2 separate regions of the Macaca mulatta genome follow, and region 2 is linked to region 1. A link is a contact called in public Hi-C data. All regions are on one chromosome and are shown on one strand. Each heading gives the region's core, a stretch centred on a gene start, on an enhancer-like site or on the middle of the called end of the contact. The rest is flanking DNA. Distances are from core to core; before and after follow the strand shown. Region 1 holds the start of RPS14 (ribosomal protein S14). Region 2 holds the start of RBM22 (RNA binding motif protein 22).

Region 1 (6,285 bases), core at 386-2,885:
TGGTGCACACCTGTAATCCCAGCTACTCGGGAGACTGAGGCAGGAGAATCACTTGAACGCAGGAGGCAGAGGGTGCAGTAAGCCGAGATGGCATCACTGCACTCCAGCCTGGGCAACAAGAGCCAGACTCTCTCAAAAAAAAAGAAGGTATGATGAGTTTTTCAGTTTAGCAGAGTGAATTTTTTTTTTTTTTTGAGACAGGGTCTCGCTGTGTCACCCAGGCTGCAGCCACAGGATATATTAATATATAAAAAATATATCTATAATATTTATATAGTATGTAATCCAAAAATACTGTATATAGTCCATATAAATATTACATATAGTATATAGCTAAAATGTATCTACTGCTTGCCTAGCTCTGTGAGGTACACTTCTTGGCCCTTCCCCACAGCTCCAACATATTCTCCCAAACCTTCAAGGTCCTTCAATGTTGTTATTAGAGGATGGGCACCATGGCTCACGCCTGTAATCCCAGCACTTTGGGAGGCCGAGGCGGGTGGATCACGAGGTCAGAAAATCGAGACCACCCTAGTCAACACGGTAAAACCCCGTCTCTACTAAAAATAAAAAAAAAAATTTTGCCGGGAGTGGTGGTACGCGCCTGTAGTCCCAGCTACTCGGGAGGCTGAGGCAGGAGAATCGCTTGCACCTGGGAGGCGGAGGTCACGGTCAGCCGAGATTGTGCCACTGCATTCCAGCCTCGGCCACAGAGCAAGGTTCCGTCTCAATATACATATATATTTAATAGCTACTTCCACAGAGCCCTCTAATAACTATATATATACACATATATAAAAATATATATAAATACATAAATATATAAATATTTAAAATATATATAGTTATTAAAGGGCTATGTGGAAGTAGCTATTAAACACATGGGCTTTGAAGCTAGAATTCCAAACCGTCTGCAAAGGTGTGCTCTCAGTTAACATCCTTTATCTGTAAGAAGGAAATCAAAACTATTTGACAATGTGACAATGTCTTGAGGAGTAAATGAAGCAATGCATATAAACTGTTTAGCCCAGACCGGTCTGTAAATACATATTGAATAATTTATTCTTATTTTTCCCATTATATAGTATGACAAAGTACGTGATCACGGTGGTTTTCCCCGTCTATGTTGCCTAGGCTGGCCTCGAACTACTCGGCTCAAGCGATCCTCAGCCTCCTAAGTACCTGGGACTAGACGCAGGCACCACCCTGGCTTTAATTAATGCCGTTTTGTTGTTGTTATTCCCCTGCTCCACACAAGGGGCGCTGCCGCTCCCAGGCTGCCAGGGCGGGAGTCAGGAGGGCGGAAGTCTGTCTAGCCAGGCCACCGCCGTCATGGAATACAGGCCCACCTCACCCCGCGGGTGTAGCCGTTTCGTACTGTCGCTTAGGCAGACCCGCTCGCAGCGACAACCAGCCACTCTGCCTCTTTTCGCTCTCCCTTAAGTAATAAACCGTCTTTCCCTATGACGAGTCTTAAACTCTTTGGAAGCAATAATGGCGGCGTCTTCCGGGAGCCGACCTCGCCCGGTGACCTCAGAGGTATACTTCCGGGACACGGAAGTGACCCGTCGCTCCTCCCTCTCCCACTCTCTCTTTCCGGTCTGGAGTCTGGAGACGACGTGCAGGTAGGAGGCCCGGGCGCGACAATCGGGGGGCATCCTGCAGCAAGGGGACCCTGTGGGGCTTGGAACGAAAGACTGGGGTCTTTCCGTGGGAACTGAGCTAGCTGCCGGGCAAGAGACGCGCGGCTGGCCCACTTGGATCCTGGCCAACTCGGGATTGAGTTCGCGCCTGGTCTCGGAAGGCCGGTTTTGCTTCAGGGAGGAGCTTGCGAAGTAAGGGTGAGTGCGGGTCCAACCTTTTAAGGCCTCGGCCCCGCAATACGGCCACGGCCTCGTTTCAGGGGCACAGCGTAGTTGAGCGAACCCGGGACAGACGTGGGTTCCCACCCCTATCTCGCCAACTTTTTTCTTGATTATCGCAGGCCCGCGCCTAATCTCGTTCATTTCCTCATCTGCAGTATAGGAATAACAGTAGCACCGATCCCATGGATTTGTAGTGATCATTCAAAGAAGGAAAGCAGGGAAAATTCTCGCCCTGTATTGGATGCTTCTAAATCTGGGCAATTCTTTCCGTTGCTGAGTCGGGCACGTTGCAAGTTCTAGGCGCTCAGGGCCCAGCACCAATGTTTGCTGTGTGCTTGCCCTGCATTTATATACCCCCGATGACCACTCTGCTCATTACTATAGGGGATGTTAGGGACGGAGAAACGGCAAATTGGCATTTACTGAATGGCCACCATGCCGAAACATACTCATGCTTACATAGTTGAGATCTGCTGGAGCCTTTCTATGCTTCTCCAGGTAGAACCTTAGTCTTCTCTTCTGTGGCGCGTTCCTTACGATAGTTAACGCACTTCGTCGTGTTCATTAGCCTGATTTGAAGATAGGAACAGCTAACTTTGTACACCCAAGACTTACACTTGAAGTACTTACTGTGGTCACACACTAAAGTTTATATAGGGAAGGCACAGGAGAGGTCTAGGAACACCTGAGACAGACTGGGGTAGTTATTTGTGGTGTAGAGGCACCTTGGCAGGAGGCAGAGAGTGCTGGGCTGGGAGTCAGGACACGTCGTTTCTAGGTTTGGTTTTGCCACTGTCTTTACTGTGACCATAGGCTGCGACACTCTGTCTTCACCATCTGCAGGATACCGATTGGCGTTAGTGTCTTCTGAATATGTTAAATTGTTTTGAACACCAGGAGGTTCAGAAGGCCTGGGTCTTTAGGCAGGAAGCAGTCTTCTCCTAGTCTTCCACTTTCTCATTCATTCTCACCTGCCTTCCTCCTGTCAGTTTCTCCCTCCCTTAGATCCTGTGACAGTATGATTGCACTTATAAGGCCATAATAGGTTGGAGTTGTTTGGTCTCAGAGACCCATCAGATTTCTGGGATGAGTCTTTCCCATTTCCCTGCCTTTTGGATGTATTTTAGTGCCTTTGATATTTGATGTTGGTGAAAGATTTAGTTCTAAATAGTTGTGGGTGTCAAATCAATTGCATTTTGGGCTTTTGAAGGGATCAGGTGGAGCACGGGAAAACAGGAGATGAGAGGCTTGAGGGCTGTGTTGGTAAGGGACCCTTGAATTCTAAGCTGAGGAGTTCATGTAGGAGTCAGGCAGCTCCCTCGCCCCATAAAGGGTGTTTGGAATGGTGTTACCAGTACATGGGTAGGTATTGGTCTTGGGTTTCTTCTTGCCTTTTGGGATGCAGCCTTCAGGCATCTGCTGCTAGATCCCTAGGCTTCTATCCTGTAGGTGCTGTGAGCTTCGCTGTTGATAGTTTCTGGGGAAAGAATACTTCTCATGGTACTTTGCTATATGGCCACAGTTGACACCCCTCCGAGTGCAAGGAGAAAGAACTTTTAGTAAGGCAGAGATGAGAGAATATAGCAGAGTCCTGGATGGAAGAAGACAGGGACATGAAGCAAGACTTAGGGTTTTCTTTAATAGCCGGGGGAAAGGGATTCTGGAAATGTTTTGTCTGTTAACCTTGAGTTTCTTTTCCTTCCACTCAGAAATGGCACCTCGAAAGGGGAAGGAAAAGAAGGAAGAACAGGTCATCAGCCTCGGACCTCAGGTGGCTGAAGGAGAGAATGTATTTGGTGTCTGCCATATCTTTGCATCCTTCAATGACACTTTTGTCCATGTCACTGACCTTTCTGGCAAGTGAGTACCTGGGTGGAGAGGCACCCAGCTGGCAAAAGGCTGAGGAAAGCAATGGCTGGGATGGGCTAGCAGTGGAGGGGGTTCTCTCTAAAGAAATGCTGTTTTATCCAGGTAAGAGAATATGCTTGTCCATTTAGCCCACAAATATTGTGATTTCCCAGGGGTTACAAGAGAGGAGACACATTCTTTGTCCTTATAGTGTGATGGTTATTGAATCCTTGGTTTCTTGGGAATTTCTTTCCTTAGTTCCCTTTGTAGGAGCAGCAGTGGACTGCAAGTGAGCTCTGGATGTGGGTTCGACTGCCATTTAGCAAGTTGTTGTGACTTGTGTGAAATCACTCAAATTCTGAGTTTCGGTTTCCTCATATGTAAAATGAGGACAGTAGTGTCTACCTCGTGGAGTGATTGTAAGGATTAAATGCAGAAGTAGATATATAAAGTGTTAATGCTGAGTTTAGCTATATTGGGCCATTCAACCCCATTGGACTGAACTCCATGAGGGCAGAGCCCATGACCATCATCCTCCAACATGACTGAGCTGTGATGCTCTTCACTCATTAGGATATCGTAAGCACTCCTTTTTGGACAAGGAAGAAATGACCCTGTGCTTTTGTCCCCAGAGAAACCATCTGCCGTGTGACTGGTGGGATGAAGGTGAAGGCAGACCGAGATGAATCCTCGCCATATGCTGCTATGTTGGCTGCCCAGGATGTGGCCCAGAGGTGCAAGGAGCTGGGTATCACCGCCCTACACATCAAACTCCGGGCCACAGGAGGAAATAGGTACGAGACGTGGAGGGGATGACTAGGTGGTCGAAAACCTGCTGGGCTTGGGTACTGGAGCACCTGGATTTGAGGTTTGGGTTTTTCGTTGTGACCTTGAACAAGATATTTTAGTCATATACATATTTAATAATTGGCTCCTCTGTACACCCCCAGCAGCTCAGTGTGGAGCACCCACTGTATACCAGGAGCTGTGTTTCAGGTACTAGAAGAGAGTGATGGGTGAAACATAGGAAACATAGACATGGTCTCTACCCTCCTTGTGTGGGACCTAGGCTGGTAGGAGAGTCAGACTTTAAACAACAGAGCGCCAGGGAGTATGTGCTTTTCATTTGTGACAAATGCCGGGAAGTACAAGTAAGGAGTTGGTGATAAAGTGTAATTTAAACTAAGGTCTCGATGAGTCCAGAGTTCTTCCAGTGAAGGAAGGACAAAAGGAGGGGATTCCAGCTAGAGACAACTGCAAAGAAAGGTCTTGATGTTGAGGGTGAACCTGGGCACCTGTGAAGGAAAGGGTGGCATGAGGTACAGTCAGGGGAAGAGGTGGAGTCCTGTAGGAGAGGGGAAGGACCTGGCCTTGAGTGGTGGTGGGGGGAGGGGCATGAAACTAGATGACTATTAGGTGAACAGGCCGGACAGTGGTCAGATCATACAACAAAACCATAGTGGCCCCTCAGCCTAAAATACTTACCATCTGACTTTTTTTTTTTTTTTTTTTTAAGACAGGGTCTCACTCTCCCCCAGGCTGGAGTGCAGCAGTGCTGTCTCAGCTTATTGCAGTCTCTGCCTTTCAGGCTCAAGCAGTCCTCCCACCTCAGCCTCCCGAGTAGTCGGGACTGCTAGTAGTAGCGCCACCACGCTGGCTAAATTGTGTATTTTTGTGGAGATGGGGTTTCACCATGTTGCTCAGGCTGGTCTTAAACACCGGAGCTGAAGCAGTCCGCCCTGCCTTGGCCTCCCAAGGTGCTGGAATTACAGATGTGAACCACTGTCCCCAGCCCTGTCTCTTTAAAGAAAGTTTGCAGACCTCTGAACTAGCGGGGTGTTGGAATCTTAGAAAGGAGATCTTTCATTGACTGGGCCGCAGGCTTTTCTTAACTTAAACCTCCATTTTCTAGGACCAAGACCCCTGGACCTGGGGCCCAGTCGGCCCTCAGAGCCCTTGCCCGCTCGGGTATGAAGATCGGGCGGATTGGTAGGTGCCCTCCTCTAGCTAATGCTTAGATCTGTTTTGAAGCATCAGCCCCGAAAAGCACATGCTGTGCCCAGTGGATGCGCAGCGGCTGGTCTGGTCGCTTTTGGCAGTTAAGTTTGTTAAGGGAGGCTACAAGTCACCTTCTGACTTAAAAATCTCTCCCTGAATACCTCTGTCACCTTGATGTGAATGTCCTGTTTCATTTGTGAATCTCTGTCCTCCACTGCCTGGTGCCGGTAAAACTGACAAGAGATGAATTGTCCTTTCCTCCGTTCTTGACGGCATTGCAATGAGCATTTTGTGTGTGCCATCTCCTGCATTGTAGGATGTTCAGCATTTTTGGTATCTGCCCACTAAATATCAGTAGGGCATGCCAGCCGTGTGACAACCATAAATGAAGTCGGGGGGTGCCAGCCTCCATTATTAATACTCATGCTTGTGATTTCCTGGCTCCTTACAGCTCCTAGGAAGGGGGCATTAGTTCTTGCCTGCACGTTGTTTCTGTGCAGTTAGTAGAGATGTACGCTGACGCCCCAGGCCAAAGTTCCTACCGTGTCCTACTTGAAGGATAATTTTGTTTTCT
Region 2 (6,833 bases), core at 4,069-6,568, 260 kb before region 1:
CTGAAAGCAACCATAGCAATAAAACCCAAGCCCAGGCCAAGTGCGGTGGCTCATGCCTGTAATCACAACACTTTGGGAGGCTGAGGCAGGCGGATCACCTGAGGCCAGGAGTTTGAGACCAGCCTGACCAACATGGAGAAACCCCATCTCCACTAAAAATACAAAATTAGTCGGGTGTGGTGGCACATGCCTGTAATCCCAGCTACTCAGAAGGCTGAGGCAGGAGAATCACTTGAACCCGGGAGGTGGAGGTTGCGGTGAGCCAAGATCGCACCATTGCACTCCAGTGTGGGCAACAAAAGCAAAACTCCGTCTCAAAAAAAACCAAAAAAACCCAAGCCCAGCTTGATTCCTGACCAGATTGACCAAACCCCATGCAGACGGTCTAACAGAACACACTTGCCCATTACCGAGCATTAATATGATTTACCTCATTCTCTTCTGTTATATAAGCAATGACTCGGCCGGGTACGGTGCCTCACGCCTGTAATCCCAGCATGTTGGGAGGCTGAGGCAGGGAGATCACTTGAGGCCAAGAGTTCAAGACCAGCCTGGCCGACATGGTGAAACCCCATCTCTACTAAAAGTACAAAAATTAGCCAGGTGTAGTGGTGCAGGCCTGTAGTCCCAGCTACTCATGAGGCTGAAGCATGAGAATCGCTTGAACCCAGGAGGCAGAGGTTGCAGTGAGTTGAGACTGCACCACTAACTCCAGCCTGGGCGAGAGAGTGAGACCCTGTCTCAAAAAAAAAAAAAAAAAAAAATATGTAAGCAATGACTGGCATTCAATAAAGAATCGAGACACACAAAAAAGCAAAAATAAACACATTCCTCACAAAGCAATCTATAGGACTGTATGTGGAAATGACCCAGATGTTTGAACTAATGGACAGAGACTTTAACATGTTGGGGCTCAGAAAATGATACCCCAAGTTAAGGCTCTGAAGCAGCCTCAGAAGCAAAAGTTTCTCTGACCTTCTGCCTTCCTGTCTCTGGCCCTTCATTCTTCCCCAAGCCTAGCCACAGACACTGAATCCCTTTTCCTCAAGGTGGGTCATAGAGAGAACCCCTTTTCCCCAAAGCCAGCCATAAAATGTAAAAATACTACTCTAGGCTGGGTGCAGTGACTCACGCCTGTAATCCCAGCACTTTGGGAGGCAAAGGCAGGTGGATCACAAAGTCAGGAGTTCAAGACCAGCCTGACCAACATGGTGAAACCCTGTCTCTACTAAAAATACAAAAATTAGCCAGGCGTGGTGGCGCGCACCTGTAATCCCAGCTAATCGGGAGGCTGAGGCAGGAGAATCACTTGAACCTGGGAGGCGGAGGTTGCAGTGAACCGAGATGGCGCCATTGTACTCCAGCCTGGGTGACACAGTGACACTCTGTCTCAAAAAAAAATAAAAATAAAAAATAACTTCCCCCTTGCTTTTCTGTGTAAAAACTGGCTCTAAAGAAATTATCTGAGCTACCTTGTTTTAGATCATAGGTCATAAGACGCCCATTCCAAAGAGGGTCCTGTCCATACCCAGAAGGAAGGAATGCTGCCGAGAGAGACCAAGAATCTAGACAGACAGGCCTCACTGGGTTTCCCCACTCAGTCTGTTAGCACTAAATTTCCATTTGGGTCTTCATTCTGAAGGCTCCTGTGTCATGTAAAACTATGATCAAATAAATTTGTATGCCTTTTCTCCTATTAATCTGTCTTTTGCTAGTTAATTTTCAGTGAATCTTAAGAGGGGAAAGGGGAACTTTTCTGTTGGCCCCTACAATGTTAAAACTAGTGGAAAATATGGAGCCAGGTGCCATGGCTCACACTTTTAATCCCAGCACTTTGGGAGGCCAAGGCTGGAGAATCACTTGAGCCCAGGAGTTCCAAGACCAGCTTGGGCTACATGGTGAGACCCGTCTCTACAAAAAAGTTACAAATTAGCTGGGCACCGTGGCCTGCTTCTATGGTCCCAGCTACTTGGGAGGCTAAGGCTGGAGGATCCCTTGAACCCAGGAATTCTAGGTAACAGTGAGCTATGATCATGCCTGGGTGACAAAGTGAGACCCCCATCTCGAACAAAAGAGAAAGAAAATATGGACAATATATATTGTGAAAGGAAATTAAATCTTGGGACCCCAAACTCATTAAGCCAAAGGGAAAAGTTGAGCTGGGAACTGGGTAACACAAACCTGTCTTCTGCTTTTGGTTCCTAAATAAGATAGCTACAAGATGAAAAGCTACGTGCCTCCCCCATATGTTGCCCAGTAATTCAGACCCTTCCAGAACCAGCAAACCCTTTTCATTTACAATCTCACTGGACACGTTCGGTATTCCAGTGGTATGATCACTTAGCTTCAATCTTTGTACCACAGATAGGTATTGAAGATGTTATATGGCATATAGAGGCTTTATCGAATTACACCCAAAGGCCCTAAATGGTAGCTGCATGAGTACCTCTTTGCTAAGCAATGAGGTCATGCTTATGAGGAAAGCTGTGCTGCAGAACTATATGGCTTTAGGTATACTCACGGCAGCACAAGGGAACCTGTGCCATCATAAAAACAACGTTGTGTGTATATTCCAGATGAATCGAAGAACATACCTGACTTATGACTGATACAAAAACCCAGATAACCAACTGTCAGATACAAAACCCTCACTAATCCATTGCTTGAGTGGTTGGTTTGGATTCTGGGGAATTTAGTAGCAGAAGCTATTGCTTATAATAGGAGGGATAATAATTTATGTTCTGTCCTGTTTCTGCTTACAATGTTGTTATAGTATGTGTCTGCAAATAAGTCAATGTGCAACCAAAAGGGCTAAGGTAATGATTGCCCAGAGAATTGCTTTAATTGAGGAGGCAGTAATATAGCCTGACCCAGCTTCCAGGTTTGCTTTCCTTTTATTGCTATAAATCTGGCCTAGTCCCTATATATATTTTTTCTTCTCTTTTCTTTGTTCCTTTCCAGGAAAGTAAAATTCCTCACTAGGAATTTCCTTGTGGGCAAAATATGGGGGAGGCATGTAGCTTTCCATCTTGTAGCCATCTTATTTAGGAACCAAAAGCGGGAGGCAGGTTTGCGTGACCCACTTCCCAGCTGGACTTTTCCCTTTGGCTTAATGAGTACGGGGTCCCAAGATTTAATTTCCTTTCACATTTCCTCCTTTTTTTCTTTAAAATCTTTTGGAGAAAGCATTTTAAAAGGAGTGTGTGTTCCTGGCCTCAGGTTGCTTTTTCCTCCTTTTTTGAGCTGGTTTCTTGTCGCTAGGATGGTTTATTCCAGGAAATTCAGGTCCCACGTTGCTAGGAAGGCTCATTCCTAGGAAGTCATGTCCCATGTTGCTAGGAAGGCTAATTCCTAGAAGTCATGTCCCACAAAGATTTTAAAAAAAAAATTGGGGGAGGAAAGAAGGAAAAAGGGAGGCAACGAGATGATTTTGAGAGCTCCAAACTTAAAGGAGAAAGGGCTCCTATCCCTTTTCTCTTAATGTTAAATGTTATTTTGTTTGTGGAATGTTCACTCTGTAATATTTATATGAGGAATAAGTATCCTATTATGCATGCTTTGCAATATTTATTGACCTAAGGAGTGCCTTGAGCCTGTGTGTCCAAGGCTCTGAGTGCTCAGTGAGTGGCAAGTACTAAGGAGAATTGTTTTCTTGGAAACTCAACATAGTTCGTGGCTTTTTTGATTGAAATAGCATCAGTAAAAGTCTGACATTGTGGAAAAACACAAATGTATGTGGACTCTGTTATTTCTGACCTTGCATTCCTCACAAGACACGTGAAATTGGAGTCACAGATGTAGAAACCAGGCAGAAGACTGAAGAGATGATACTTGAGAATTTTCCAAATATAATAAAAGACAACAAATCACAGATCCAAGAAGCTCAGATAAACGCAAGGACTTTCTTATAAAGGCAAAGATATACTTACCATATGAACAAATAATCTCACTCTAAGGTATTTACACAAGCAAAATGAAAACCGATGTCCATACAACGATCTGTATGTCAATGTTTATAATGGTTTTATTTATATTCACTAAAATCTGGGAACAACCCAAATGTCCAGCAACTGACAAGTGAATTGTATGATATATCCATACAATGGAATTCTACTCAGTAATACAAAAGAAGAAATTATTGATACATGTAACAATATGGATGAAATCTCAACTCAAAATACTAAGTGAAAAAAATCAGATCCAAAAGGCTATGTAGGATTCCATTTATATGACATTCTGGAAAAGGCAAAACTAGGGACAGAACACAAATTAGTGATTGCCATGGTTTGAGTATGGGAATAAGTGGATTAACTACAGAAACAAGGGAACTTTGGGGATGATAGACAATTCCATATTTGACTGTAGTGAATGTATGTAAAAAATTCAAAACTAAAAAGGATAAAAATTTATGTGAAGTTATACTTTAAATCAACCTTTTTTTCCTGAGGTGATTTAAATAAATATGTTAGGTAGTTTGATGACCCGTTAAGTACGAAAGTGGTACCAGAATGGCTTGAAACTCATAAAATATTGGCGGAGTGGTTACGAGTTATTCCAAAAATCAAATAATGCATATGTTTATTCATAAGGCCCTTATCATTTCAGAAGCTGGAAATGAAACAGTACTAATGTCTTTGAATTTGTGGCTTCACCACTTTTTAGCTCCACAACTAGGAGCTAAATCAGGAGAGATTAATCTCTCTAAACCTGTTTTCTTTTCTATAAAAGAAGGATCATCATACTTGCCTACAGGGTAGAGTTACCAGATAAAATACAGGAAGATTGGTTAAGTGATGCGACTTTCAGACCAACCACGAATCCTACTTTAGTACAAGTAGGTACCAAATATATTTATAATTAAAAAGCGATTCGCTGTTAATCTGAAACTCAACTTTAGACGTTCTGTAATGAGAGAGAGAGAGAAAGAGAGAGAGAGAGAGAGAGAGAGAGAGAGAGAGAGAGAATGAATAAGAATCTGACAGCCCTACAGAGAAGTTATGAGAACAAATGAGACACTGGAACCACAAGACGTTCGCCCAGCATTTGGCATAATAAGCGCCTCAATGGTAGGGAACGCTGTTTTAATCCCAGCCTCTTATGTATTACGTCTTACTTTATTCTTTCGCCCAATTTTTAAATAAATCAGCTGCACGTGTGGCCCTTCTTTCCAAGCAGGCAAAAACTCAAAGGAAGCATCCAGGTACAATATAACAGGACCCGGATTGTTAAGCTTAGAAATTCCAAGAGCGGGCGACGTCATGACGCAAAGGCTCCGCCCCGGAAGAGGCACTGGACGCGTAATTAAGACGCCGACTAGCCCGGCGCTAGCCTCGGGGCTTGACGGGATTGTGGCGGTCCTCTCTCCCAACTCGGAAGCTACAGCTGCCTCCGGACGCTCTCAAGATGGCGACCTCTCTGGGTTCCAACACCTACAACAGGCAGAACTGGGAGGATGCGGTGAGTGTTCCTGCCGGAGGAGGATGGAAGGAGGAGGCGAAGCCGCGCACCTTGCAAGCTCGCAGGACAAGGCCTGCGGCGCGGCCGAAGGAATTCCGGGGAGGAGCCAAGGCGGTGGCCTAGCTTTGGCCGGAGCAGGAGGCCGGAGGGCGATCCTCTTGCGGGCTTGAAGGGCGGGGGCTTAGCCAGGGTCCCGGGACCAGCGCCCTTTCCATCCCTGCCCCCTCCAGCCTATTCGAGCTGGTTTTCTTTTCTCCCGCCGCCTGCCGGAAGTGCAGACAGCGCCCCCTCCCGCGATCGGGTCGTGATGGACTTCGGGTTCCTGCCGTACCTTGTTCCCCACCCTGGCTTCCCGCCCCCTCGCCGCCCCAAGTGTCACTGAGGTGTCAGGGTCTTCGGAAGGTGGTCCTCAACCAGATTTCCCATTTTCACCAGGACTTCCCCATTCTGTGCCAGACATGTCTTGGAGAAAACCCATATATCCGAATGGTGAGTGATCGCGTGTGAAACGAGTTATTCATGTCCTGTCAGTGTTGTGGTACTTGCACACTGTGAAGTGTTTCTCTTAGACAAGCAGAAAAAATGATGCTGTTTTACTAACCCAAAGTGCTGGACGACTTGCAAAGAACTGTCATGTGTATTCTCTTACTTACGAATCCGGTAACACTCCTGTGATGTAGGGGTAATCATGATAGCTAGTATTTGTTGAGCATTTACCCAGGAAATAGGTCTGTTGGCCAGAAGGTGAGAGCGTTTGTGTCTTTTCATACAATAGTAATGAATGGAGCTGGGATTCAAGTTCAGATATTCTGGCTGTAGGAATGTCAGCATGATAGGAGGAGAACCAGAACTAAAAACTAGGTTTCCTGACTCCTGGTCAAATGCCTTTTGGCCAGTGTACTTTATCTCTTTAAGCATTCCCCGTTTCTTATAAACAAGGGTAAAATTAGAACCAGTTAACAATAATTAGGTTAGGGCTGTATTATTGTGTAGTCGTAGAGATGTTGATATATTAGTATGTTCAAGATGTTTGAATGGTTCAAGATGTTTGAATAGTTCTGTTTAAACAGAACATTTACTATATTCCGGGCATTGGCACAGGTCAAGTCTACAGTAGCTACCTTTTGACTAAACTTTGTAAAGTGGGCGGGCCATAGCTGTATCCTCTCTGATTTAGGGATTGTGGAAACCATTAGGAATGTTAGTTCTTGGGAGTGAACTTGGGAGCCAAAAATGAACCTAGGAGTTGTGGCTGTGGAAAGACACTCAGTTACCTAGTATTAGATGCATATACTCTATTTTTTTTTTTCCTGTAGAGACAGCGTCTTGCTATGTTGCCCAGGCTGGTCTGGAACTCCTGGGCTCAAGCGATCCTT

The links. A called contact is a pair of places that touch in the nucleus more often than the background predicts.
Region 2: a contact with region 1 is called in a Hi-C map of fetal cortical plate, with 2.2 times the contacts expected there. The contact joins the promoter of RBM22 here to the promoter of RPS14 in region 1. A contact is called at or near these places in 3 of 14 Hi-C or Micro-C datasets (blood, fetal cortex germinal zone and fetal cortical plate).

The regions. Positions count from the first base shown.
Region 1 is chr6:159,407,746-159,414,030 of T2T-MMU8v2.0, reverse strand. RPS14 (ribosomal protein S14) reads left to right here and starts at 1,635. Exons shown (of 5, transcript NM_001266916.1): 1 at 1,635-1,841; 2 at 3,575-3,725; 3 at 4,346-4,507; 4 at 5,626-5,702. The coding sequence starts at 3,577.
Region 2 is chr6:159,666,530-159,673,362 of T2T-MMU8v2.0, reverse strand. It overlaps RBM22 (RNA binding motif protein 22), which reads left to right and starts at 5,318. Exons shown (of 11, transcript NM_001257496.1): 1 at 5,318-5,457; 2 at 5,893-5,946. The coding sequence starts at 5,404.